2 separate regions of the Anser cygnoides genome follow, and region 2 is linked to region 1. The links are chromatin contacts, called in public Hi-C maps. All regions are on one chromosome and are shown on one strand. Each heading gives the region's core, a stretch centred on a gene start, on an enhancer-like site or on the middle of the called end of the contact. The rest is flanking DNA. Distances are from core to core; before and after follow the strand shown. Region 1 holds the start of LEKR1 (leucine, glutamate and lysine rich 1). Region 2 holds the start of GMPS (guanine monophosphate synthase).

Evidence for each region. Hi-C and Micro-C count contacts between places; a contact is called where the count stands out from the background.
Region 2: a Hi-C map of liver shows a contact between it and region 1, with 1.6 times the contacts expected there. The contact joins the promoter of GMPS here to the promoter of LEKR1 in region 1. A contact is called at or near these places in 2 of 7 Hi-C or Micro-C datasets (both in liver).

The regions. Positions count from the first base shown.
Region 1 is chr9:25,653,473-25,661,413 of Taihu_goose_T2T_genome, forward strand. LEKR1 (leucine, glutamate and lysine rich 1) reads right to left here and starts at 5,260. Exons shown (of 11, transcript XM_067002611.1): 1 at 5,102-5,260. The coding sequence starts at 5,161.
Region 2 is chr9:25,787,276-25,795,216 of Taihu_goose_T2T_genome, forward strand. GMPS (guanine monophosphate synthase) reads right to left here and starts at 5,285. Exons shown (of 16, transcript XM_067002607.1): 1 at 5,126-5,285; 2 at 1,685-1,866. The coding sequence starts at 5,152. SLC33A1 (solute carrier family 33 member 1) reads left to right here and starts at 5,407. Exons shown (of 6, transcript XM_013193002.3): 1 at 5,407-6,297. The coding sequence starts at 5,424.

The sequences.
Region 1 (7,941 bases), core at 4,010-6,509:
ACTATTTCTAAGAGAAATAATATTATTTTTTGTGTATTTCTCTTTTGCCATCCTTCAAAGATTTGTGAACCAGAACATTTGGTTATTTACAACCAAACCTGACACTAAGGGCAGAAATATTTGAGTGTCTAGAAGTGTTAGACAGCCAGACGGGCAAGAAAGACTTCCTGAGTCCCCTACTGAAGAAAACTCTGGAGCGTGAGCTCAGTCCTTATCAGGTAATCCATACGGGAGAGGCCTTGTGAAGGGTCTGTGCCGGAGAAAGGATTCCACGAGACACCTTTCCCTGCATCTGAGGCACCAAAGTTGATCAATCGTTGCATACAAATAGATAGGGAACAAGTTTTCATTAGTTCTCTGCTTACAAAGCTACCTTTTCTGGAAGAGGAGTACCGAGTAACTGCCAAGCGTGTGCTTTACGGACATGACGGTCTGTACTTTCAGATTCTATTTTTCCCTATTTACATTTCACCAGAAGACTGTTGTCATCATCCCAAATGCAAACAGGAAAAAAATAAGGGAAGAAAAGCAATTTGGAAGGACCAGAAAATGAAGAACTGTAACTAGAAAAGTGACTGTGAGGATAAGCAGTGAAAAAAAAAAATAGGAATTTTTTTAAAAAGGGAGGTAATTTAATAGTGTGGTTTTGGTCATCCCGGACAGAGAAACTCAGGGCAAACAAGAAATGAAAAGATACCAGAGGGATACTAAAAAACCCTGCTAGTTGAGTTAGCATGACAAAAAGAAAAGCAAAGCAACTCACAAAGGACAAAGTGTATAAGCCAGGAATACATTTGATCCATACGGTTTTGCGCTGCAGTTTTGATAGGAAGGACAGAGCCAGGTCCAGAACAAACCACCTCGCAAGGCAGTATTTCTAGCTACCGTGTTCCAGCAGCTGTGGGAGCAGTTTCAGCTCCGAGCTGCGTTCAGTTTTGGAAGAACTAATATTATTCCACGGTTACCTTTAGCTACCAAGGGCAAGTGGAGGTCTGAGCCAGGATGGCTCGGTCCGTCTGACTCAGTACTGTAAGCATATGCGCAACATACGTTATATGGAAAAAAAGAAAAAAAAAAAAAAAAGACTGGTGGTCTGTCCCATTTTTAGCTTTCTGAATAACAAGCTTCTCTCCAAGCTTCTGAAATATGACGTGACAGGAATTTACATAATTTCTACTTGACCAAATAATGACAGGGAACGCTGACTTGGGCACTGCATTCTCCTCCACTGGTATTTCAAATTCCACTGGCAAACCTTACAATAATAAAGAGCTAAGTTCTTGTTAAAAGACAAGTAGCCTACTTATGCACTTAGCAGTGCCTTGTTGTTAAGACATCCAGAACACGGGTCACCGATGCTGGAAACAGACGGTAACAAGAAACTAATAGATGGCCATGACTCTTAAAAGCCAGACCTTTAGTCCACAATTAATGAGGTTCTTTTAAAAAGTTTTGAATGTGTTTCTGTGCACCACAGAAACAAAAACAGAGCCATGAACACAGATGTACTCCATGTACGCTACTTTTACAGCGCAGGGGAGGCAGAGCGTTAGGAACTGAGGCACTCACCATCCTCCCTGCATCACCCCGTGCCCCTCGGGGGCATAGCACAGCAGTGACAGCTCGTGCTCCCCCTCCGCTTGCTCCATCACGCTGAGTCTGCTTTAGCAAGGACTGCACAAAAAAAAACAAGCCAAAACAACAACAAAAACCACCACTGCATTTGTCCAACCTAACATCGTAGCAGAACTACACACAATATTCCAGAAAATAAAATTGCTTTATGCTACAGCTGGGTGCTCTTATATTATTTCTGTGTATTGATTGTTTCATTCTGCCTCTACCTGATTATCTGAATGTATTTTCTTCTCATTTTACTCCCCCTCTACACCATACTACTTCCCTTTCTTTCATACTGTTTTCCCTCTTCTAGCACACTACCTAATCCCTGTTACACAGAGAAATGGTTACTTCCAGCCACGCAAATGATATTCTAGGAAGAAAGAGGTGTCTTCCACTGCATATGCGAAACCGAAGAGTTAGTTGATTGAAACTATTTATTTTTTCACTGAAATATTTTGAGTCCCAGTAGAATTTTCACTTCCTAAAAAAAAAAAAGTTTATTGTGAGCAGAGTTTTCAGTCAGCATCTAGTCAGAGAGCAATGCAGGCTGCAATGCTAAGCCATGCTGCATACATAATTATTTGTTCAACTTCCATAAAAAAAGCAGTTGCAAAATAAAAATAACAATACTTGCTTTGAATACATATGAATAATGTAGGAAAAGCCTTGCAGCAAAACCAGAATGTCCTGCTCTCAAGCATCCCATTCAAAACATGCCCCAAAATAATCAGTTTGCACGACAGGAAATAATACTCGGATTTCAGGTAGCTTTAATTTTTTCCTGCTTGTGTTTAAAGCAGACTAATGAATCATAAAAGAGCACGCTGCACTGCTACTGACTGCACACGCGAGCCCTGCTAACATCCAACACGTGTCCGGCGTGCCACGCAGACCTCACTGCTGCTCCCGAGCTCCTTGGGGCTGTGTTGTGGCATGCTCCAGCTCTCCGGTGCAACACACAGCAGAGAATTCCTATAACTGAACCACGGTGTATCGCAACTAAACGTGACGCCTGTGCAGAGAACTGATGATCTAGCCCATCATTAACCTTTTGTTCGTCTGACAATACTGACTTGACACCCACCGGCAGTTGCAACCATTGGGAAGTCCCTCCTAGCTACAACCCCAACGCTTGAGATGCAAGAGATTCTGCCAACCCTCAAATTCCCAGCAAGGTACTTGGGCACTGGTTGCAGAAAGGACTGGTTGCAGAAAGAAAAATCTCTGTCAACACAGGGGCAACTTGTGAACGCCATCTCAAGAAGCATTCATAAAGTACGTGCCCATGGGACCTCCTGCCCCTCTGTGTCAGTGCTACCATGCGCATCCAGAGGCACCAACAGGAATACTGCTACTTATAAATTAATATTAACACTGCAAATAGTATGTACATAATGACCTTGGGTACTGTTCGCATCTACCAAGCCAGTCACTGTTGGCACGACAGATTCTTTAGCTAATTAAAGCAAACAGAACTATGTAAGAATCTACGTAGAGAAAAATAATCCCAGGTCCAAAGACAGCACAGAAAGTTACCAGAATGTGCTTGTAAAGATACCATTATGTGCTCAATCTACAAGTCCATGTGGCAAATCTAACGAGTAACCACTTGCTGCTAGCAATGTACGTGATGTTTTGTGGACAGTCAAACACCAGGGAACATTCTGCCCTGATGTGCAACACAGCTCCGAAGTTCCTGCACTGCTCGCTTTCTTAAGCTCCTAGGGCGAGAGAACTACTAATACGTAAGGATATCTTGTGCCCAATTAATTATGTGATCTGTGTTAAGCAAGGGTCATTTGTCTGCCAAATAAAATATACAATTAGGCATAACCTTGTTTGCTACTTGGAGGACTCAGGGTGTCACTTGACTCTCTTCTGTAGGTGGCTGCTGCTTTGCTTCCCGCTTCGCTAGGATCTTCCTGGCAAGACCGTACCTTCCCATCCGGGTACATTGGAAGGGCAACAGAAATTGAAACAAACACAGAACTCGGCCACGGCTTTACAGCGACAGGTTTCCCCCCCCCAGCAGGCTTTGGCAGCTGAACTACCTGCAGGACAGGCTGCTCCAGGCTGACGCTCCCTCCCCTTCCCCTCTCAGTGACATCCTCTAGAGGAGTGCAGCTCTGGAGGCAGCGATGTCAAGTACTGACAAGCAGCTTTTGAAGCTCCGTCCGCCAGAGCACAGAAGAGCAGAACGATGACAGCTCTGGGCTGCATCCTTCGCCTTGCCCCACTCTGAGCCCTGCAGCCCAACCTCCTGAGCACGCAGCCGAGCAAGGCAGCTCGAAGCAGCTGCGGGACCAAGAATGCTCACTGCTAGGTGCTGAAATCACAACGCTTAACACATTCCCTCTGGATACACATGTTCCTTCGGCCAGCTAGCTGCATGTTGGGAGCATGTGCTCCGTTTGGCAGAACAACCTACAGCTGGCACAAGTTCCGCTTATGTTAGGAGCAACCTAAAAGCGAGATTACAAAAGAGATGCTATAAAATCCAAGAAGCAGAGAACGCGAAGGGAATAAGAACATGTCTACATAAAAGGTAGAAAATACAAGGACAGGAAATTGTGAGAATGACTTGTAACCAAGCCCAGTATCTTGTAACTATCCTGCAACTACAACGCAAGCCAGCTGAGCGAAGAAGTGAGCAGCAGCAAAGGATGTGTAAAACCATGACCCCTAACCGATCCCAAAATCTTGGCCTGTCGTTGCCTTAGAGCTCACGTTGAGGCGACTGGGTAGGATGGGACGGGAACATGAGACTACTCTTGCTCACACCTAGGGGTGCTGGCTGGCGTACCCTCTGCATGGAGACCTTTCTGTTGGCGGCACGCCGCAGAGCTGAGAGCTCAGGGGCTTGCCTGCCCGGTCCTCTGCTCCAAAGCAAAACCTTGCTTCAGCCGTCCCCCCGCTACCACCAGAGGAATTCCACAGCTCCCCTGCTGAGCTGCTCCACTGCTCTACCCCTGCCTCTGGGTTCGTCACTTTCAACCAAAGCAAGTGGAGAACGGTGAGGGTAAGATTAATTTCCAGCTAGAGATAAAGGACAACTACATACAGCATGTGAATACCGTCAGCGTGCCCTGAGGCATCTTCTAGAGCAAGTAGACCCAACTCTATTGCCCTTTCCTAGGGCAACGGACTCGTCAGCTCTTTCCTAAATTCCCGGCTGTATGATTTTCCTTAAAGACCTGCAGCTCTGAGCTGACCCCCCACAGCCCTGAAGAGGAGACAAGCGGGGCTGAGCTCCACACGCAACCCCGACACCGCTTCAGCCCAGCTACGCGCCCTGCATCGCTGCGGCAGCCACACGCGGCGCGCGGTACCGGGTCCGGGCTCGCTCGGAGCGGCAGCACGAACGCCTTCCCGTCCCCGCCGCGCGCGCCCCCCCGGCAGGTGACTGCGCTCCGTGTGTAACGCCGTGCCCCCGGCGTGCCGCGGCCCGGGCCCGGTTCCCCCCCCCGCAGCCCCGTACCTCTCGGATCCCCGGGGGCAGGGCGTGCCCGGGGCCGGGCCGCTCCGTGGCCGCCGCCATTTTCTCGCCGGGCCCCGGCGGCGTCCTGGCGTCACCGCGGCAACGGCGCGGCGCGGCCACGGGGCGCGCCCCCGCGCGGGCGGGAACGGGAGCGCGCTCGGGGGTTTGGGGGGGGGGGGGGGGTGGCGGTGCTCGCCCCCCGCAGCGGGTCCCGGCCCCCCCGGTGCCTCGGGGCTGCGGCCTCGCCGTGCCCCCGGTGATGGCCCGCGGGTGATGCGGGGCTGCACAGCGCCCCAGCGGGAAGGGCACAGCCCCAACGGGGGGGGCTCCGCGGGGAAACGGCCCGGGGGTGCGCCGGGGTGTGCCCCGGTGTGTGCCTCGGGGTGTACCGATGTGTGCCCCAGTGTGTGCCGATGTGTGCCCCGGCGTACCCCAGTGTATGCCCCGGTGTGTGCTCCGGTGTGCGCCCCGGTGTGTCCCGGTGTGTGCCTCGGGGTGCCCCGGGGTGTGCCCCGGGCTGTGCCGATATATCCCGGTGTGTGCCCCCCTGTGCCCCTGGGGGCGCCGCGGTGTGCCCCAGTGTGTCCCAGGGTGCGCCCCGGTGTGTGTCCCGGGATGTACCGATGTGTGTCCCCCTGTGTCCCGCTGTGTGCCCCGGGGGATACTCCGGCTGCCGCCCCGGTGAGCGCCGTGCAGCCCTTCCCGCGGCCTCGTCCCGCCCGCCCAAGGTCGGCACAAAGGCGGCGGCCTGCGGCAGCCCCCGCCGGGGCCGTGCGGTCGGGAGGGGCGGTGCGGGCCCGGCAGCGCCTCCCCGGCAGCTGGGCCCTGCGTGCTGCCGCCGCGGCGGGGGGGGGCGGCGGGGCCGCCGGATCGCACGCGATGGCCGCCCGTGGCGTGCCGAGCCGGGCCCTGCCGTGCGGAGCCGGGCCCTGCCGTGCCGAGCCGGCGGTTGTGAAACGGGGCAGGCACGCAACGGCCCGGGGCGGCAGCACCGCCCCGCCGCTCCCTGCCCGGCCCCGGGGGATGAGGGGACAGGCGTGGGGCTGGGGGCTGACATGGGGCTGGGGGGGCTGGCATGGGGCTGGGGGGCTGATATGGGGCTGGGGGGCCTGACATGAGGGGATGTGAGGAGATTGTCGTGGGGTCTGTGAGGAAACTGACGTGGGGGCTATGGGGGGACTGGTGGGGGGCTGTGGGGGGCTGATATGGGGGATGTGAGGGGACAGGCATGGGACTGAGGGGACAAACACGGGGCTGCGAGGGGACTGACACGGGGGGCTGTGAGGAAACCGACGCGGGGTCTGTCAGGAAACTGACGGGGGGGTGCTCTGAGGAGGCTCTCATGGGGGATGAGGGGAGCCTGCCAGGGGCTTTGCTGCCACCAGCCCCAGTTGCTCAAGGTCAGGGGGCCCTGAGGAGAAACGTTGCGCAGGACGGGCAGCTCCCGCCTCGCCCTGCTCTGAGGCAACCCCAAAATCCCCCCCAAATCCCCAGTCCCCCCGGGGCCGTGCTCCAGGAGCGGCTCAGGACCACCCCGCCGGCAGGCTCCCAGCTCCCATCGGGGAGGCGATGCCTGGCCCCGCGGGGTGGGCGAGGGAGCCCGGCGGGAGCTGGCCCGCTCCCCACGTGGCGTGGCGGCAGCGCGGCGTGCGTGCCAGCCCCAATTACCGCCACCGCTCCAGATCAGGTTCCAGGCGGCGTGCGCGGCTCCAAGGACAAACCACCAGGCAAGAAACGAGTGCGTGACACGCAGCAGTCATAAGCCAGCTATTTCCATTGTTTTCCTGCAGGCTTTGTACCTTCTCAAACACACGTGGAAAGCCTCCCGCTGCCTGCAAATCCCAACCCAGAGGAGCAAAGTCCATGCCAGCGGGCAGCTAGGGAAAAAGGCTAATAAACACGAACACCCTCTTCACACAAAGCAGGACCCGGTCACCGAGTGCAAGGGTGAACAGGTCTGCCAGCGCCTGCAACATTTCCCAGTTAACCCAGTTTCCTGATTAAAAGTGGTATTTTTATACCAGCCCTCTAGTTTCAGGCTGCCCTTTCATGTGCTCGGTACAAAGCCCAGCGCAGCGAAGCGGTTTTGCAGCGCTGCCTGAGAACCCCCGGGGAAGCTGCTGGGTGTCGTGGCAGGGCCCAGCTCAGCCGCCCGCCGCTCAGCGCCGCGGAGCCGCCGGTACGGGCACCGGGAGCTGTGCCGGGAGCCCGAGAGGCCCCTGCGCCGGGCCTGCGGCGGCGGCTGACGGCGAGGAGAGATGGCAGGAGGCGTGCAGGGAGGGGTCAGGGGAAGGACAGGGTTTGCACCGCACACGGCAGCGAGGTTATTTCTGGTGCTGCGTGCACATCGTGTTAGTTCCTGTTTTCAAGACATATTGTTTGCGAGGTTTGTTTGGTTTGCTCCCCCCTCCCCTTTACCAATGTCACAAGGACGAGGTCGTCCTGGGAGAGCGGTCTCAGAGAGAGGATGTTTGGAGGAGGGATTTGAAGGTGAAGGCTACCTGGGAGTCAGGGTCAGGCAGGTCATCCCGTGCAAAGCGATAGCAGGGCAGAAGCTCTCCAAAGCAGCATGGAAACGATAAAATCAGGGGGAGCAGTCAGGGTACTGGCAGTGGGGCAGAAAGGCAGAGGTGAGGTGATGGTACGGGACGCAGAAGGTAGCGTGACGCCAGCCCCAGAAGAAGTGAAATAGGAGCGTGCTAACAACAGGGGGACATGCGGGGCAAGAGTCATAAGGGAGGAGATCCCAGTGCTCCTGCCGTGACATTGCCAAATCAAAGACAAGCTTTTGGCTGCAGGAGCACATGAGGTGAATCAGAGGAGGAATCTGTATGATTAAG
Region 2 (7,941 bases), core at 4,035-6,534, 130 kb after region 1:
GCACCTCCGCGGCCAGGAACACCGGGAAGTGCCCTGCAGCTGCGAGAGCTGCGGAGATGGCTCTGCCAACGCAGGATGTAAATACAGTTCAGCAAAGGTTTCCATCCCGCCGCCTATCTCAAACCTTAGCGCGGACCAGAGGGCAGCTCCCAGGCCTGTTCAGCTTTTATCTTCGATGCCACGCGCTGTGACTCGGAAACCAGACCACCCCCACGGCACCTGGAGCCTGTATCGAAATGCTGCAGGAAAACCGTGAGCGCGTTTTTACAACGGTCACTGCACGAAGGCACCCAAGCGCCAGCTCCGGTGCTCGCCACGCTCTCCTGCATGCAAATGATTGACCAAGAGCGGGGACCCAAAGTTTACTGACCGCTCTGTGTGACTGATAAGCTGAAATCACTGCCTCAAGCTCGAGACGTGACCTGCTGAGCGGAGAGCACTCGCCGTATTTTAAACGGCAATTGTTTGGCACGACAAACCCAACAGGTCTGATCACATCGTGCTGGAGTCTTCGGTTCTGAACAGAACGGGAGGAAAACCTCTCCCACTGCGAACCCGCTGAAGCACAGCACAAGCCCAAAGCCCTGCACCATTAGCGCCACGATTCACACCTCAAAACCGGCAAAGAGGAGGTGCAGTAATTCTCCTGAAAGCAGTAACCGGGCACGTCCACCTCTCAAAGACTCGACTGCTGGAAAATTACAAACAAGATCTGACACGAGGACGTATTTGTTAGAACATTTCTAAAAGAAACTTTTCGCAGGGTGGCTGCCTGATAGCTGCAGCAGGTCCTGGGTCTTCCCCTCTGTTTGCAGAGATCAGTCAAGTTCCCATCTGACTTGCACTGTTTACCGGCTCACTAATTATCCTTGATTAGGAAAATGTGATTCCGCAACACAGCGCTGCCGCATCTGTTGTGTGGCACAAGTGAGGAACACGCATACAACGTGCTTCTCGATTCTTACCTAGCAAGTAAGGTCTGCGATGATTTGCAGACTTCAGGGTATTTATTTAAATTATATTAAACACCTGACAATAACATACATTTATTTTCCCCCCACAAAAAGAAAGAGGCATACCCTGGCAAGCAGGGTAAATAAAAAATAAAAAATATAAAAAATATTTAAAATTTCAAATAAAAAACCAAAGAGAACTGTACAAAGCACTGCATAACTGCGAGACCTTTCCTTGCTGCACACAACGCGTGGCACTTCCAGCTAAGTTTTTTCAGTTGCTTCCCAGAAATGGTTTGGCATCGTTTCTCACAATTTCTCCAATATCCAAGTTACAGTTATTTCAACAGGCAGCTTCTCATCGTCAGGCTAAGGAAATCATTTTTAGAAACTCATAAAACTTGTTTTTGTGCCTGTAATAGCTGCCCTGGTTAACAGATAAAACAGCAAGATCATCGCAATTTCTGCAGATATATATATATATTAAAAATGCAGCCTCTTACATCGCATTTGTAAACGAAGACGATTAAAATGACATTTTACAGCACGGCAGCACGAAGCGAGCACACGAAAGGAACACCGCTGCCCGGGTTTCACCCAGCTGTTTCTGCAGACAAGCCGGAGATGCAGCCGCGAGCGGCACCGCGCCGAAAGGCAGGCGGCAGCCAGGCGATCGGCCCGCCACCCCCGCGGCCCCGTCCCCCGGAGCGGACGCGAGCGGCGGCACCTACCGAAAGCCCTGCTCGCGGATGGCGAAGGCTGGCGTCTCCAGGGGGAAGATCTCGGACTGCACGAAGAGCTCGCGCACCCGCCGGTCTATGACTTTCCCGTACTGCGCGCCCGCATCCAGGATGACGACGGCTCCCTCGTAGTGGTGCTGCCCGTCCTTCAGCTCTCCTCCCGCGTTCTCCGGCTGCGAAGAGGGCTCGGTCAGCGCCTCGCGGCGACGCGCGGCACGCCGCGGGCTTCACGGCAGGCCTCCCAAACCGACCGGCGACTGCAAAGCTCGCTAAGGGTGCCTACGTGTTAATTAAGGTGATATGGACTAACGGAGGAAATTGGAAATGAAGAATCCTCGGGTTTAGGAAGGCCGGTACACGCACGCAGCACGTCCCTCCCGGGAGGCACTCGCACAAACACGACATTCCCATCCCCGAGACCAAACGCGGTGCGGATTAGCTCATTAGCTTTTCCCCCTCGTTAAGGCAGAGCTTTCCATAAAGCAGCAATACGCCCCGCTCACCACCGCAGCCACTCCGGCTTCCTCCGTCTCGCAGCTCTGAACAAAGCCCGGCGCCCCGCGGGCTCTTGCTCCGAGCGGGCCAGCGCGAAGCCAGAAGAACAACAACGTGTTTCCCCCGTTGCGCTGCCTCGCGCTCCCAGCTCTCACCTGACACAACCTCCTGGAGAGCACGGAGAGGACAAACCGAGAACAACTGCCTCTGCTGAAATATTTGATACAAAGATTTTTTTAAAGCGAGTTTTGGACGCAGCCTTCGAGCAGGCTGCGCTGCAGTTCACAGCGGGACAAAGCGACGGCTCTCTTCGACCCCGCCGCATTCGAGCTGGCTGCCCGGCCTCAGCTGCACCCGGCAAAGGGCGAGAAAACACAAGGACGGGCTTCTCGGTCTTCAAAGAGACCTCGTGAGGAGAGGCAGCGCTCCACAGAAATGCTCTCGCTGAGAGATGGATCTTCGGGGAAGGACGTGAACCCAACGGTGCTGTCAGACACCAGGAAATTCGTGCAGAAAAAACTCTGCTGCTCACGAAACCTCTCGCCTCGGGGTGTTTTTTCCTGAACTTCAAACTTACGCTGATCCCTTGCCAATGTAACTCGACGAAGGAAAAACTGGGAAGGGTTTTGCTTTGGCAAACACCACCTCAGAACACATTTTGAAGCTCGCAACCATTTCAGGCTTTTATTATGGCACCTTAGGGTTGTTCTGCGCGTTTGCCCTCAGGGATCGCCCTCAGAGCACAGCAGGGCTGTAAGGAGAAGGGGGCCGCCTCCGCAGGGGTAGCTTTACGTTCTACGGTAAGAAATACGAGGTTAGGAATAAAACCAAGCTCTTGTTGCACCAGCTCAGCCGCACTGATGGGCGAGGGTTTGCACCCCTCGCGCGCAGCCCTCGGGGAGAAGCCCCTTCACACAGGGCTGCAGCCACGGGAGCGCTTCTCCATCAGCCCATGGCTCTCAAAGACGGCTCTCTGAGGCTTCGGGTAATAGCTCGTTGCCAGAGTTTGGCTGGGAGCCCCTTAACACCCTCCCAAGGATCTCTGAAGCCAGCGTCGTACAGCCGGTTTTATTCCTCAGGTGGTGCTGAAGGCGTTCGGGCTAAACCCCAGCGCAAGCCCTGCATTAACGGAGCAGCGCGGATCTCCTCGCAGGGACGGGGCGAGACGAGCCACGCGACAAAAAAAAACCAGAACCACGCGATGGGCGGCCCGGTCACTGCTCCTTCACCGGGCCCGTAGATGCGGGCCTGGAGCCACGGCCACCCCCCGGCACTCCCAGGACGCCGCCCGCTCTCCTCGCGGCACGTCCCAGCGCACATCCCCGCCGCTTAACCCGGGCACTAAAGGGGCTCGCACCCAGCGCCCGTCAGCATCACCCGCAGGCGGCCCTCGGCGGGCAGCGAACCCCGGCACGACGCGCCGGGCCGCAGGGAGCCCGGCAGGAACGCCGCCATAAATCACGGGAAGGCAGGAAGGAGCGAGGCAGGATCCGGCTTTATTTCTTTAAAGGCGCGGCTCCGAGGCTTTGAATCCAAATTTAACGAGGGAAACTCCGTTTAACGACATCAAAAAAAAACAGAAGCAGATGCCGTGAACGCGCAGCCGACGCGGCAGTTGAGCCTTTGCGCCTGTGTACCCTGTGCGTGCCAGAGGGACGAGGAGGGCCCCAGGCAGCCCCACGCCCCCAGGAACGGGGTGTGGGGAGCCCGGGCTGCAGCCCCTCTGCCTGGTGCGGAGGCTCCAGGCTCTGATAAAAGCTCTTTTTTCCCCTCAGTAGGGTTTTAGCTGGAGTCCCTTGTCTTCTCCTGCTCTGTTTCCAAAAAAATGCCGTATAAATGGCTGGCTTTGGGAACTTATACCACGCCTGGTTTGACAGCCCGCAAGGTGGTTCAGGCACTTGGGCACGGCACAGAGCTGCACCCACCTGCTGCCCTGGGAGAGTGGGACAGGCCTTAAACATCCCGAGAGAAAAATGCGGGGAAAATCTATACTCGGCTCATTTAAATCACAAGGCCAAACCCGAAACCATCTCATACGTGAGAGACTCCTACTGCCCTCCATGCCTGATGCACCCAACGCCGCCTACAACAACCCGACATGCCCCCAGCCCCGGTGCTCCCCGGGCAGCACGGACCCAAGGCCCCCGGCACAGCGCGCTGACCCCTGCCACTGCCTCCAGCCCCGCTGCCACGGCACGGCTCTGCCCTCGGCTGGCCTCTCAGCTCGGCCGCTCCGAAACCGGGAGAAGGACGAGGGGCTGCTGGTCTCAAGCACTACGAGATAACGGAAGCCACCGCGTGCCTTACCCCTCGGGGCGCCTGCGGGGGGGCTGAGCCCTGCGGGGGGGCTGGAGCTCCCTGAGGGGCTGGAGCTGAGCCCTGCGCCCCGAGGAGGGGCAGGTGCTGAGGCCCGAGGAGGGCTGGAGCTGAGCCCCGCACCCCAAGGAGGGCAGGAGCTGAGGCCCGAGGAGGGGCTGGAGCTCCCTGAGGGGCAGGAGCCGAGCCCCGCGCCCTGCCGGCCCGCAGCAGCCCGCTGCCGGGCAGGGGGAGCTCCTCGGCACCGGACCCCCGGGTCAGGACACGCCAGAGCCCGGCACCCCCGATACCGGGGCCGGTTCCACGGTAGCGCCCCGGTCGCCCGGCAGGACGCAGCCGGGTTTCCCCCGTAGGCGCAGCGGGGCCTCGGCTCCTCCCTCCGCGCCCCGGATGCCGGCGGGAGGCCCCAGTCGCTGCCCGGCCTCCTCCTGCCGGGGCCGCGGGGCGCTGCCGGGCTCCTTTCGTTGCCGCGGCCGGGCCCGGCGGGAGGCCCCGGCCCCGGCCCCGCAGCGCCACGGGCGGGCCGCACAAAGCGGCGGGCGTCCAGCAGGCCGCACCATGTGCCCGCGGCAGGACGGCGGCCACGGCACCGAGCGGGCCCGCGGCCGGCCCAGTACTGACCTTGGCGTCTCCGTTGCACAGCGCCATGGGGCCGGGGGGGGGGAAGGAGGCCGGGCCGGGGGGACCGCGCGGAGCAGCCGCCGCCGAGCAGCGCCGAGCAGCGCCCACCGCCACCGCCGCGCCGGGCCGGCCCGCCCCGCCGGAAGGGGAGGGGCCACAGCGGGGCGGGACCGGAAGGGGCGGGGCCGCGCGGCGGGGCGTAACGGAGGGGGCGGGGCGGGGCTCGGGGGCGGGGCTCAGGGGGCGGGGTGAAGCTCAGGGGGCGTGGCCGCCGCTGCCGCCGCTCCGCCGCGGGCCAATGAGGCGCAGCCACGAGGCCGGAAGGGGCGGGGCGGGGCCGGCGCGCGGCGTCTCCTCAGTGAGGGTGAGGCGGCGGCGGCGGCAGCAGCTCGGGGCTCCGCGCTCCGCTCGCGCCGGGCTGGGCCGGGCCATGTCGGCCAAGCAGGGCGGCCGGCAGCGCCGCCCCGGCAGCCACCCGCACTGCCTGGAGGCGCCGGCGCTCCTCGGGGCCGGCCCGGCGGGCGGCGAGGCCGAGGCGCTGCTGCCGCCCCCGTCCCCCGAGCTGGGCCTGCCGGCGGCGGTGCCGGCGCCGCGGGGGTGCCGCGCGGAGCTGGGCAGCGTGCTGCTGCTGCTGGCGCTGTACGTGCTGCAGGGCGTGCCGCTGGGGCTGGCGGGCAGCGTGCCGCTCATCCTGCAGAGCCGCAGCGCCAGCTACACCGAGCAGGCCTTCTTCAGCCTCGTCTTCTGGCCCTTCAGCCTCAAGCTGCTGTGGGCGCCGCTGGTGGACGCCGTGTACGTGCGGCGCTTCGGGCGCCGCAAGTCGTGGCTGGTGCCGACCCAGTACGTGCTGGGGCTCTTCATGATCGGCCTGTCCCGCCGGGTGGACGCGCTGCTGGGCGACGGGCAGGGCCGCGGCCCCGACGTGGTGGCCCTCACGGCCACCTTCTTCCTCTTCGAGTTCCTGGCGGCCACGCAGGACATCGCGGTGGACGGCTGGGCGCTCACCATGCTGTCCCGGGAGAACGTGGGCTACGCCTCCACCTGCAACTCGGTGGGCCAGACGGCCGGCTACTTCCTGGGCAACGTCCTCTTCCTCGCCCTCGAGTCGCCCTCCTTCTGCAACAAGTACCTGCGCTTCCAGCCCCAGCCCCGGGGCATCGTCACCCTCTCAGGTAGCGCCCGGGTGCCCCGGCCCACGTGCGGTGGTGCGGGGCTGGGGGTGCTCGCTGCCTCCGCCTGCAGCTCTGGCCTCCCGAACCGCGAGGAGGCTGGTGGGGTCTGCTGCAAGTGCGCCGGGCTCCTCTGGCCTGAAGCGTGAGGGAAATCTGCCTGGTCATTCACTTGGCTGACCTAAGCGCTTTGGAGAGACTTGATTGTTTTTTAAACGCTTCCTAGTTTAATGACTGCAGAATAGGTTGCTGTTCTAAAAAATGCAAATGCTTCGCCTGCCTTTAAGGAGGCTGCTTGAGAATATCTTCTTCTGGGAGAAAGAGAAGAGGAAATAAGCTTTAAAAAAAAAAACTTCCCAAATGGTATTGCTCACAGAAACAGAAATGACGAGCGTTCAGGCTTGGCCACGTTGCCAACCTCCAAAGGAAGGTCTTAATTAAGTAAATTAAGGGTTATCTTTTTCTTCAGTGAATTAAATGGAATCTGGTGATCCATCCTTTTCTAGCTGCAGGCCTAGGAGTGTTTTCTAATTTTTTCCTCAGAAAGTCTGGGTGTTGGTGGTGGTAGGTGCGTTGCCAGAAGATCTGTAAGACGTCCGTGTGTGTGTTGGGAGGCTGAGGTTAGGCAGTGCAGCTCGGGGAGGATCTGACAAGCCAGCACTGTTTCTGGCGGCAGTTTTGGAGTGACCAGGCCAGTGCTGAGAGTAGGTTCTCACGGGTTTAGTTTCTTCCTCTCTGATCGCTCTGGGCGTACCAGGTAAGAGAAGAGGCGTGCCAAAACTGATGTGAGATGGTGGGAAAAGACTCGCTTTTGCTTCCTGCCCTGTAGGTAGCAAACTGATCGTACTGATCCATGAGGACATCGGCATCTGAGACTGCTGTGCGTCGTGCAGCCGCTACAACTGCTAACTAACCTTCCCATCTCCTTGCTGCTGGTGACCTTATTTATGTCTTGTCCACGTGTCGACAAGCACGGGGCACTCCTCACAGTAACCCCGCTGACGTATTGCTTGCTTTTGCTTTCCCCTGTTGTGCTGCTCAGCAGTGCTGCTGTGTCTCTCCCCTCCTGCTGCAGCAGCGAGCTGACGTCTTCTGCTGCTGATGCAACTTGGAAATCACTCGTGTGCTTAAAGAGGCTTCGTTTGTCTGCTTAGCTCCACTCGCCGGGTTTTTGGTGGCTGTGGTTTTTTTTCAGTACTGCTTTTATAAAGGGATTTCTTGCTATTACAGGAATACTGCCTTAAAAAAAAGCTAAAACCAAAAAGTACCTGCACAGCCTGCTTAACCTGTGTGGGGCCTTAACCTGGGTGGAGTAAGAAAAGCAAATAACTCTGACACTACAGTTGCAGGATATGTTTTTTGGGTAACAAAACTGCCTTCCTTCAAGAAATTTGTTTTCCCTCGTCCCTGTGACGGCGTGCCACAGCTCCCGTGTCCTCGCCTGTCCTGACGCAGCCGCAGCGGTGAGCGGCGCTCTGCTTCTCACACCGGGGAGAGCTGCTTCGGGCAGCCAAAGGCACAGCGAACTTTGCAGTGCCGACGGGTGGCTTTGTGCCCGTTCAGCTCCCTGAGCGCTTCTGTTGCGGACTGACTGCTGGTAAGGGAAAGAAAAGGCCGAGCTTCGTGATGCCGAGTCAGCTTCAGGTA